Linked DNA regions of Mus musculus: regions 1, 3 and 4 are each linked to region 2. A link is a contact called in public HiChIP or PLAC-seq and promoter capture Hi-C data. All regions are on one chromosome and are shown on one strand. The core of a region is the stretch at or near the end of the contact, and the rest is flanking DNA. Distances in the headings are between cores, read along the strand shown.

Evidence for each region. Promoter capture Hi-C pulls out the DNA fragments that hold promoters and counts their contacts. HiChIP or PLAC-seq counts read pairs in DNA pulled down with a chosen protein or histone mark.
Region 1: a FOXA1 HiChIP or PLAC-seq map of pancreatic cancer cells shows a contact between it and region 2. The contact joins the promoter of Acer3 here to the promoter of Emsy in region 2. A contact is called at or near these places in 5 of 115 datasets of contacts at active chromatin or transcription factors (embryonic stem cells, large pre-B cells, memory CD8 T cells and 2 more) and 2 of 9 other capture datasets (adipose tissue and liver).
Region 3: a promoter capture Hi-C map of hippocampal neurons shows a contact between it and region 2, with 2.9 times the contacts expected there. The contact joins the enhancer-like site here to the promoter of Emsy in region 2. A contact is called at or near these places in 5 of 39 promoter capture datasets (HPC-7-derived erythroid cells, cranial neural crest, hippocampal neurons and 2 more), 7 of 115 datasets of contacts at active chromatin or transcription factors (craniofacial prominence, embryonic hindbrain, embryonic limb bud and 3 more) and 1 of 9 other capture datasets (adipose tissue).
Region 4: a contact with region 2 is called in a promoter capture Hi-C map of cranial neural crest. The contact joins the enhancer-like site here to the promoter of Emsy in region 2. A contact is called at or near these places in 4 of 39 promoter capture datasets (the 3T3-L1 cell line, cranial neural crest and hippocampal neurons) and 1 of 9 other capture datasets (pancreatic islet).

What each region holds. Positions count from the first base shown.
Region 1 is chr7:98,308,138-98,310,837 of GRCm38.p6, reverse strand. Acer3 (alkaline ceramidase 3) reads left to right here and starts at 1,296. Exons shown (of 11, transcript NM_025408.3): 1 at 1,296-1,490. The coding sequence starts at 1,388.
Region 2 is chr7:98,655,227-98,657,926 of GRCm38.p6, reverse strand. It overlaps Emsy (EMSY, BRCA2-interacting transcriptional repressor), which reads left to right and starts at 1,358. Exons shown (of 20, transcript NM_172280.2): 1 at 1,358-1,453.
Region 3 is chr7:99,014,251-99,016,950 of GRCm38.p6, reverse strand. It overlaps Uvrag (UV radiation resistance associated gene), which reads left to right. Exons shown (of 15, transcript NM_178635.3): 7 at 277-382. Among named protein-coding and RNA genes, the nearest start is that of Uvrag, 130 kb to the left of the region's middle. Within about 2 kb of position 1,385, at least 25 of the 459 cell types and tissues checked have an H3K27ac peak or open chromatin away from gene starts, as enhancers often do. A contact at or near this core is called in hippocampal neurons, where this site is marked.
Region 4 is chr7:98,956,872-98,959,571 of GRCm38.p6, reverse strand. All of the region lies in intron 12 of Uvrag (UV radiation resistance associated gene), which reads left to right. Among named protein-coding and RNA genes, the nearest start is that of Gm33827, 82 kb to the right of the region's middle. Within about 2 kb of position 1,376, at least 23 of the 459 cell types and tissues checked have an H3K27ac peak or open chromatin away from gene starts, as enhancers often do.

The DNA.
Region 1 (2,700 bases), core at 47-2,546, 350 kb after region 2:
AAAGGCTCTCAGGTGTGAAAGCCAGGGAGGTCTTCAAGGAGCAAAATTTTAAACAAAAGTGGGAGAGTCGGCATCTTCATAGCAGGGGGAAAGTTTGATGGAGCTGAACACAAAAGGCAGCAGGATGTATCCATTATTTTTTAAGTTTTTACTTCTTCTTCTTCTTCTTCTTCTTCTTCTTCTTCTTATTATTATTATTATTATTATTATTATGCCCCCCCCCCAGTGTGTGTGTGTGTGTAGACACGTGTGCTATGTTGCCTGTACGGAGGTCTGGGGGCAACTTTATGAAGTCGGTTCTCTCCTTGTATTTTACATGGGTTCTTGAGATCAGGTTCAGCCTGCCAGGCTTGCATGGTAAGTGCCTTTAGCCAAACCCGTTGAGCCATCTCACGGACTTTAATAGCCCAGTGTGGAGGTGACAAGGGAGAAAAGCTCACTAAAGAGGCAGAAAATGCTGTGCATGGCCTAAAGGGAAGCCACAGACTTTTTAGTACTTTACTCAGTGTACACGTTTTTTTTTTTTTTTAAGAAAAGATTTGTTTGTTTGTTTGCTTATTTATTTATTTATTTATTTATTTGTTGTATGTGGGTACACTGTAGCTGCCTTCAGACACACCAGAAGAGGGCATTGGTTCTTATTACAGATGGTTGTGAGACACCATATGGTTGCTGGAAATTGAACTCAGGACCTCTGGAAGTCCAGTCAACGGTCCTAACAGCGGAGCCCCTCAGTGTATACTTTTAAAGGATCCTAATACCTGGTTTTTGTTCTGTACATTCTGACTTGTCCCTTTCACTCAGAATGACTTCCTGGGTATCTCTGGAGCTGCCTGGGGGTGTTGTTACTAGTCTCCTCCCTCGTTGGAGGTCCGTGGTCTGAGTTAGACACTGAGGTGTCTCATTGTGCAAGTTTAATCTTGACAGAGAAAGGTTTCTTCTCATTCTTGCCCCAATTAAAACAGACTGCCCTCACACTAATAGAGGCTTGGTCCCATCCTGACGGAAAAGTGGGTCCTGGAAGCCTCCCAACTTACTTCACCCTCACGTCGGGGTCGGCCGGGTTCCCCCCGCCCCTTTCCCTAACTCCTCTGGCTGATAACAACCTCTCCCACTTCTCCGGATTCCCACCCAGGGTCCAAGAGCTACAGATCAGCCCCGCACGATCAGGATGGGTCATTTGCGCCTGCCCCGGGAGCGGTGGGTGGGACTGGGCAGGGAGCGGGACGGGCCAGAGGCTCGGTGGGCGGGGCCTGCCTCTGGGCAGGTTCAGTGACGGCTCTAGCCCCGCCCCTGCCCTTTGGGTAAGGGAGGAGGAAGCCGGAGAGCGCGCTTTGCCTGAGCCGGCCCGAGAGCGGCTGAGCAGGGTGTGTGGGGCGTCAGCGCGATGGCTCCGGCTGTGGACCGCAAAGGCTATTGGGGCCCCACGACCTCCACATTGGACTGGTGTGAGGAGAACTATGTGGTGACCTTGTTCGTCGCTGAGTTCTGTGAGTGGAGCCTGAGGCGAGGGCGCGCGCCGAGGGGAGACGTGTGGGAGAACGCGGAGGGCGAACCTGGCGGCGAGGGTAGGCTCCAGGCCGGGCCCGCGAGCGGCAGCTAGGCGTGCGCGGCCGTGGGAAGCCGGGGAGCCGACGTGGCCGCCAGTGGTGCCTGGACTGGCTTCTGGGGGCCTTCAGGTTGGGGACGAAAGGGACGTACGAGCCGCGCCCGGACCTCGGATGAGAGCGTGAGGCGCGCCGCTGGGAATAGGAGTTCTTACCTGAGCGCGGCCGCTGCCAGGCCGGCCACTGCCCGCCCTGAAGTCGCTCGGGGCTGAGGAGGTCTCTGCCGGGAGGGCCCGAATGCTGCTACCCGGCCTCAGCCAGCCGGGCACAGAGAAGGGGACGCTCACTGGCTTCATCCACCCTCAATCCGGGAATACTCTTCAGGGGCCTTCCCTTCATCTGTCCGTTCTCGGTAGACCACTCACTTCCAGGAGACAGTTACCGTTTCTCAATGCCGGAGCCTCCACCCCCATTCTCACTCCTATTGCCATCCCTACCCGCTGCCTTCTTCTAGAGATCACTGTTCCTCTTGTCCCAGAGGTGGTAGCCAGAGCACCTAGTCACTACTTTCCTCAGCTGCTCTCCCAAGAGACTACCTCTCCCTGCTTCCCCACTGCATCTAGCTTATCAGACTTTCTAGGGGCTAGTGGTCATCTGAGGACACTTATTTCTATGAAAGCACTTTTAGAGTTCACGATTTGCTGCTCCTGGAGACCAGCATTACTAGCCAGATTAGGGTTTTCTCGGGGTGTGTGTGTTTGTGTGTGTGTGTGTTTGTGTTTTCTACATAATTATTCCAACCAGGCAAGAAAGAAATCAGCCACTTCTTCCATCCGCTTTGGTTAGCTTTTGAGAACACGTCCTTTTTTGGTTTCTGGCAAGGAACAGAGAATAGTCTTTGGTTGCTACTGCCTTCTTTTGAATGGATCCACTTTATTAGGCCGTGAGGCAAAACTCTTAGCTAACGTTCTGTACTTAAGTTCTTTTGGAGGACGAGTTTCAGGCCAGATGAGAAAGTCTTGTAGTTTTTCAGGACGTTAGTCCCATGCCCTTGAGGCCATGATTTAGGCTGAGTGTCAGAACCACTAGTTTAAATAAATAGTTTTTATACAGTAAAGGAGAAAATGGGCAAAGGGGATCATTTATAGGGTAA
Region 2 (2,700 bases), core at 109-2,608:
ATTTCTGACTAACCTACAGCTCCATTCAGGAGCAGGAGTAGACTCATATGCAGTGGTTCACAATTTACTTAAAAACTTCTTCTTTTTTCTTGTTTTGGTCTCGGTGTCTCTTGCAGTCCAGTCTGACCCTGCATTCCTCATCTTCTTCCACTTCTACAGTGCTGAGATTATAAATGTAATTCATAATGAACTAGGAAAAGAACTTTCATTCACGTTGTGTATCTTAATATTCCCACAGGGTAGTTTTTCTCGTGTGTCCATCCTAACATCCCTTAGTGCTAGGAATCCGATTCAGGTCTCCAGGTCTTGCACATACTTGACAAGCAATCTGCCATTGAGCTAGATGTCCTCCCAGTGGTTACCCTAGTTTTCACGGGAATCTGCTAACAGAAGGATGCACACTAACAATTCCTCAAGATTTGCACTTTCATTGCATCCGATGCTACCAGAGTTCTTTATTTAGAGGGAGGACACAACAAAATTCGATGGGATTTATAATACTAGAAATTAACTTTGAGTTCTTGGATCAGAGAAACAATATATTGGGTCCCTATCGATCTGTAAAATAGGGGCACAAGGCCTCCACAACATTGTGTGGTTAAGAACAAAGGCTGATGGTGAACCTACCATGTCGTAGTGCCTCAAGTAAGTCCCTTCTTCCCTTTGTCAGATTTTGCACGAGATATCACTACCTCTCCTACTTCGTACATGGCGTAACTCCAAGCTGAGACCGCTCGGATTCCTTTCCTCCACTTGCAACTCCTAACACCGAGAAAGGTGTACGGGCCACTGTGAGGTCTTCTCTCTCCGTAGTGGATAACCTTTCTTGAGTTGTCGTTTGGGTGGCTGGAAGACGCTGATGACTACTCCCAAGCGTCTACGGAACCAGATCTTAATCCTCAACTGGGCATCAGGGACCAAGCTGTGTTCTTTTCATCCCAACCCTCGCTAGAGTGAAAAGGTCGAAGCTCAGCTCCAATTACAGACGCCATCTTGACCGCTACGTGTGACGCCACACGTACAGCCGAAAGAGCAGCTGATTGGCTGGGAAAGACCGGAGGATAGGCGCGCGAAGCTGGAGACTGGAGGGTAATGTAGAAGCCGAAAGGAACTACACTCCCAGACTTCCTTGCGCATGTGACCAGCAAGCAGCAAGAGAAAGAGGAGCGAGGTTGGACTCGGACTACAACTCCCACTAGGACCCGCGTTGTCCGCCCTTTCCTTTCAAAAGGCAGAGGAAAAGGGACAGGAAGAATGGAGGCTTTTGAGTGCTCGTTTCTCAAAAGGCGGGAAAGGCGAACTACACCTCCCGGCGAGCCGCGCGCGCCTGCGCCTGCGCTCTGGTATCTGTCGCCATCTTGCCCCTTCTGAGGCACCGCAAACAAACCTAATTCCTGGTGTCCCCTAGTCTTGGCGGAGGAGCCTTTTAGATGAGCCCCGAAAGGCCGGGCAGGTGGGTGTCTCTCAGGCAGGGTCCTGGGAAAAGCTGGCAGGCTATCCAGGGTAGGGGAGCGCTTGGCCAGGCACGGGGAGCCCGGCTTGGGTCGGTCAGCCCCATCCTCCGTTGTTTCCTAACGGGATCGCGGGGCTCCCTCAAGTGGACTGAGGGCGACTCCGGCATGCCTGGTGATGGGACGCCGGAGGTCGAGGTCTAGGAGCCCCGAGGCGACTCCGGGTTGTCTGACTGTCTGTCCGTGCCCCCGCTTTTTCTCCGTTGTCGTCTCCGCTGAGGAGTGCGCGAGGCGCGGACGCTGGCCAGGGTTCCCAAGACTGGCTGCTGGCCGCGGGGGCGCGGGCTTGACATTGGAACCCGCTCGGAGCCGCGCGGGCGAGGAGCCGGGCGGGCTGCTCTTGTTGTGGTGCTGTGAGCGAGTGCGTGTTTAGAGAGGGGGCGGGGCGGGCTGCCTGCTGACACTTGAGCGGGGGACGGAGTCGGTGCGACCCCGGTGCCGGGAGCACGCTCCGGCTTCTGCTGCCCGGCTTTCCTTTGCTGTGCGGCCCCGCCGTGCGTTTCCCTGGAGGGGATGCTTTGGGATGCCGTGACGTGGTACCCGATTCGGGCGGTCGCCGGCCGCCTCCGAGATTCTACCGGGAGGCGGGGACTGGCTTGGGGAGCGAGCGGATTCCTTTGGCTCTGCCCCTTCCTCCTCTCCACCCCCTTTCTTTATGTCATCCTGCCAGCTGGGGCGCGCCATCCAGTTTGGCTCGCTCAGAGTTGGTTCTGAGCTCAGAGGACTATGGGAAGTAGGGGGAAGGGGGCTCCACTTGAGGCCAAGAGTTGGAGTTAGCAACCCAGAGCCTGGAACGCAGTTGAAGAGTCATATCGGTTTAGTGTTTGACTCTTAGGCTGGCTCATTCATTCATTCTACTCTGCTGCTGACCATCCATTTATCAGTTTAACAGATGTTAAGGAAGATCTACTGAGTTCTCAACCTGTAGTGTAGTTTTGTTTGACCAAGGAATTCACAGTGCGAAATTCTAGGCTTTTAAACTTTTGGTAACTGGTCGAAATGACTCTTTTTTTACTGCCAAAACTTGAGAAAAGAGTTATTGAGTTTCATTTATCCAAATGACATGCTCCACCGTTTGCTTATTTTATCTCCTAACTTATTATTAAGGAAACTGGCAGAGGTCAAATCACTTGTCCAAGGTTGCACAGGTGGTAGAGTCTGTTTGGCAAGTCATATGCCAGCCACTATG
Region 3 (2,700 bases), core at 136-2,635, 360 kb before region 2:
TCTTCTCAGCCCCTCAACTAGATCACGTTCTAAAGCACTTCTAAACCCCTAGAGTCCTTTGCCCTACCCATGTCGTAGCAGGAGGAGGCATTGCAGAGTACTGTTATTTTAGGGCTTGTAATTCCTGTTACTTCATTATATGTTTGACTCTAGAAATAATTGGTTTGTTCAGGATTGATTCTATTTATCCTAGGAGATTTATAATTCATGTCTGTGGCTCTCTGTTTAGACTTTGTAATTAACTCACTTACATTTTTCTACAACTTGTATTTCTAGGCTTCATAGAGCCCAGTGTGCAATTAAACAGACTCAGGTAACTGTTCAGAGACTTGGAAAGGAAATTGAAGAAAAACTAAGACTCACATCGACAAGCAATGAGCTGGTAGGTTCTTGTATAAGTACCTGTTCAAACTCTTGTTTTTGTCAAGCGATTATCATATTATTCTTGGAAAAAAATCTCTAGACCGTACTAATAACGATGCTAATAATGTTGCATTCAGATGGCTGCTGGTGTATTTTAAATGTTAGAAATCAAAGTTCCCATCTGCTAGTAGCGTGAGGTAAATGTGCCACTTTCTATTAGATGAAACTTGAGATATAATTACTTGGGAGGTGACTGGCAGACTGTTTTATTAACGTCGGATAACTGTGAACTCCAAGCATGAAAGGTACAGTGAGTGACCTAGAGCTGCCAGGACAGGGGAGGGGGAAAGGAAGTCAGTGGAACTAACGCACTTGAAGAAAGCATTTGGGTTGGTATTGGTGGCTCAGCTGCTGAGAGCCCTGCCCCCAAGCCTAACACCTGAGTGTGGTCCCTGGGATTCCTGCGGCAGAAGGAAAGAGCTCACTCATTCCTATACGCTGTCCTCTGACTCGCAGGACACACACACGTACGTAAATACTAAACACATAAACAAATGTAAAAAAAAAAATCACTTTATTAGTGTATATACATAGTGCTGGGTTTAATGAAGATAGTTTCTTACCGTTTAATTTGTTCTTTGATTATATTCAGCCAGGATGAATCCACTTTTGAAAGGTGGATTTTAAAATGAATAGGATCAGTTATGAGAGTCTGATTTGTGAAGTGTTCACCTTTAGAGAGATGTGGGTTAGCTGAGGCATTCCAAAGGATCCATGACCTCAGACTGGACGGGCAGATCTCAGGGCTTCACAGCGTCTGGTGCTTTCTGATGCTCTTCCTCAGAGGAAAAGAACGGCGGCTTTCAAACAGCTGTTCTGTGTCGGGAAGCCACGTGTGCACCACTAAATCACACTCTGCTGCAAATGAAGCCACGTGACTTCGAACGGCCTGCAATGTGCAGTGAGTTAGAAAAATACTAAAAACTCACAGCTTGCCCGGCAGTCCCGGGAGCTGTTACCTCCCATATGCAGCCTCTTCCCACTGCCGCTCGCACATGCGCATCCAAAGGCGCCTCTTACACCAAGGGTTGTCCAATCACAGGCCCCTGAGACTGCGGGAGCTATGTGTGAGCAGCTACCTGTGCGCAGGCCCTCTCCTGGGACCTAACGAAACACATTTGTTCATCTTGTAGAGATGCTGAGATTAGCAGTCCATTCCAATGACCTTCATCCGCACACCTGCTCGTGCTGTTCCTGGCCAGAGCAGGTGTCCGTGGTACCCAAGCAGCAGCAGGAGCTGCTTGTCTCTTCATAGCACTTGCCTTGTCTCTGGAAAATCCTCCCTCCACGCTAGAGAAATGGCTGCCTTTTGTGTTATAACTTAGGACCATAAAGGCCTAATGCCAGGCCACGAGAACATTGTAGAGGGAGGGAAAATTATCAGATTTTTTTTTCTGTAATGTACAAAAATGCATTTTTAGGACCTTTGTCTGGGGAGAACTTGCTAGGTTTTATTTTCCTTCCTTTCCTCTCCCAGGCAAGACTGGGAATTGACTTGTTCCATTAAGTGACTGCGTATGCTTTGTCTCAGTGTGGACACATGTCTGCTTAATCCTGTTTTTCTAAACTATGAGTGCTGACACCCAGGGTAAGGTGATAGAACGTGTAAGCTGTAGAGGTCAGGTTCAGAGGGTCACTGTGTGTTTGTATGCCGCCTAGTTAACACAGAAGGAAGTCAAGGGAGTTTTAAACTGGAAGTGAACCTAGAAATCATATAGTTTCATAACATCCCACTGAGAACCACACCCCAGTACACTCAGTCCCTATCTTGCTTGGTTTTCCTATATAGTATTTATTACCATCTAATGTGATAGCTATTTAATATATTTGTGTCTCTCTAAACCATGAGACTTGGGATCCCAACCCCCCTACTCCCATTCTCCCGCTTCCTTTGGTCTCTTTCCCCTCCTCCCTCCTCCCCTTCCTCCCTCCCTTCCTCCTTCCTTCCCAACCTTCCATCTCTTTTGAGTCCCAGGATCTAGACAAATGTTTGACTCATAGAAGATATAAAGTATATATTAAGTATTTGTTGAATTTCGGAATGAGTCCATGGGACTGGAGAGATGGCTCAGCAGTTGAAGGACTTGCTGTTCTTCAGAGGACCCAGGCTCAGTTCCCAACATTTACGTGGAGTGTCTCACAGCTGCCTATAACTCAAGCTCCAGGGGACTGATGGCCTCCATGGGCGTCTGAGCACACAAGGACACATCCACATATAGACACACAAGTGTACACATAAATAAAAACAAAGTAAAAAACAAAAGAGAATGAAACAGA
Region 4 (2,700 bases), core at 127-2,626, 300 kb before region 2:
ACTCGCTGGCTCCCCAAGTTGGACTTTGGTAGAGTCGTCCTTTGGTCTGTCCTTGTCCTATAAGGAGGTGCTAGACCTTTGCTCCCTTAACAAACCTAAAAAGAAGAAAGCTATCTCCTCACCTCTCCTAGGAAGCTGCTGGAAGGCGGAATCTGTTAGCACACAGGCATAAGGTGGGTAAGAGGGAGCCATCATCAAGAGATAGAACCCCCGGAGGGGTCAGAGGATAGAGGGACACAACACCTCAGCTCCCTTGGACCAGTGGAGCCAGGGAATGGAGGACTTGGAGAAAAAGGAACCAAAGAACCACGGAAGGCCTTCATCCCAGCAAGAGAAGAGTTACATCACTTTCAGATCTGGAAAGAAATTAGACACAGACAAACTTAGCAGTGAAAGAAGAAAACAATAAACCTAGGTAGCTGCCTATGAACTCAGGAAAGCCAACTTTAAGAAAAAGGACTGCACGGATTATATATCGGATTATAGATTGTGTGTCTTGGATCAAAGTAATCTCTTCTGATCTCTTTGTAGTGGTAATAGTGTAGGATCGTTTGTTGATGTAAGCCAAGCTGTGGTGGTAACTGTCCTAAGAGTGAAGGCAAAAGGACATGTGGGTGTTGGGGAAGAAGAGGGGTGAAATATAATAGAGCTAGAGTCTCGTTTTTTCCCCATGGATTGTCAGGTCATTTTTAAACCTCACAATCAAACAGGCCAAGAAGGGTATTAATCACAACGAGAGTACAACTCAGGGCGGGACTTAACGGGTTAAGAGTAATTGGTTCTGGCATCTAGGAACTGGGGATAGAGTTCCTGTATTTTAGCTAGTAAACATGTAAGTGGATTTTGATTTAACCATCAAGCTTGTAAAAACACTTCAGACTCTTAAAGCCACATACATGCATCATTTTTGTACAAGTAAGCATTAATTGTTTAAAGTGTGATTTCATTCGTTTGTTGGTAGATGAATTGGAACTGTTGGATGAGCATTTACTCAGTACTGGGCCCCAGGCAGCTGAGGTAGCATGCGAGTGTCAAGCAAAGCCTCATTCCTGCTGCCCCAGGGTGTGCGTGCGCTTCGCAGTGCAAGAGAGGCTTGGATCTGTAAAGGCGTCAGGACAGACACTTGCAGCAGGCCTCAGACAAGGAGGACCGGAATCTGAGATGCCCTGCCAGCCGCGGCCAGAATTAAGTCCTGGGGGGGGGGGGGCAGGAAAGAAGTCTGGGGGAGCTGCGGGAGGCGGGGCTGACTCCTGCTCTGCTAGACATTTCTATTAGTCACTTTTTCCTGGGGATTTTCTCCTGCCCTCGCACCCAGACACTCTTAATTTTGTTATTGACTTTACCATGCTGGGTTAGGTTGTTGTGCACTCTCCCCTGGCTCCCTGCCTTCCAAACTTTGGGTCTAATTTAGAGAGGGATGAGGGAAGGGAGAAGAAAAACTTAGTTATGCCTGGCCCAATGTAAACTACTCCACTCTCTGCCGACCGCACAGGCAGTGAGATATAGCTGTTATCCTTTTTTCGAAGTACTGAGATAAAGTAGTCATATTCAATTTAAACATAGTTTTTAGAATTCTCAAGAGTAGTGTTGGACACATCTAGTTTTTCAAAGAAATGTAATAATTTCATATTCCAGAGAATTCATCCCTCTATTATTTGTGAGAAATGCTTCTCAAGGCAGTTGTGCAGAGTGTGTGTGTGTGTGTGTGTGTGTGTGTGTGTGTGTGTGTGTGTGTGTGTGTGTGTGTGTGTGTGTGTGTGTGTGTGTGTGTTCGAATGTAGGGGTTTGCACCCTGGATTTGTTTTCTTTTATATTGTTGGGCCCGAAAGAGGAAAGACTGGCTTAGAACAAACTAGCAGAGCTAAACCATATGTTTTCTACCAAATTAGAAACAGGTGAAGGTTGTTAAAATCCAGCAATCGCTTACCAAAGCTTTAGCTTGGAGTTTGTATTAAAGGCAGGTGGTTATATGTACAATAAAAGGCCGTCCCCAGCACACCGGCTTATTGATACATATGTGATTGATCTTTCTGGATAAAACAAGGCGGAGTTAATAAATCACTGCACATAGCTATAAAGATGTTTGGGCTTGAAAGCCTCTCCTGTAAGAGCAAATGTGGGCCCTGAAGGAGATTTATGAAGCAGAGATCCTTTTAGCTTTACTTAACAGCTAACATCTGACTGACCCAGGGGGACCATGGGAATTTATTGCCGGGCCATTCAAATATTTGAGCTGTTGTGTGATGTAGAACAGGTAAAGATTAGCCCAATAACAAATATGAGGCTGTAAAATAAAATGAGATTTCGATGGCGTGTAAGGACCTGTCAGAGGTCAGGTCCAAATGACTGGTCAGACTGGGGAACCAACCCTTGCTGCTAATTAAAAGGGATTACACAGGGCTGGATGTTACACCGGTTGCTGTCAGCTCAGCATCTTTGGAGTTTCCTCCACTGAAGGCCATACTTTCTCCTGTGACTGAGAAACTCTGAATTGCCTTTCTGTTCTCCGAAACTGGGCAAGATGATGAACTGAAGTGATTTTTTTCAATTTCATAATTGAAATACATCTTTCTCAAATACATTGTGAATGTATGGGTTCCTAGACAGCATATGCACTTGGAAAAATTGTCAGCTAACTTATGTGCATAAACTTGAGCTTTGACATCCAGAAAGCAGGCATTTAGCCTCTGTGATACATGA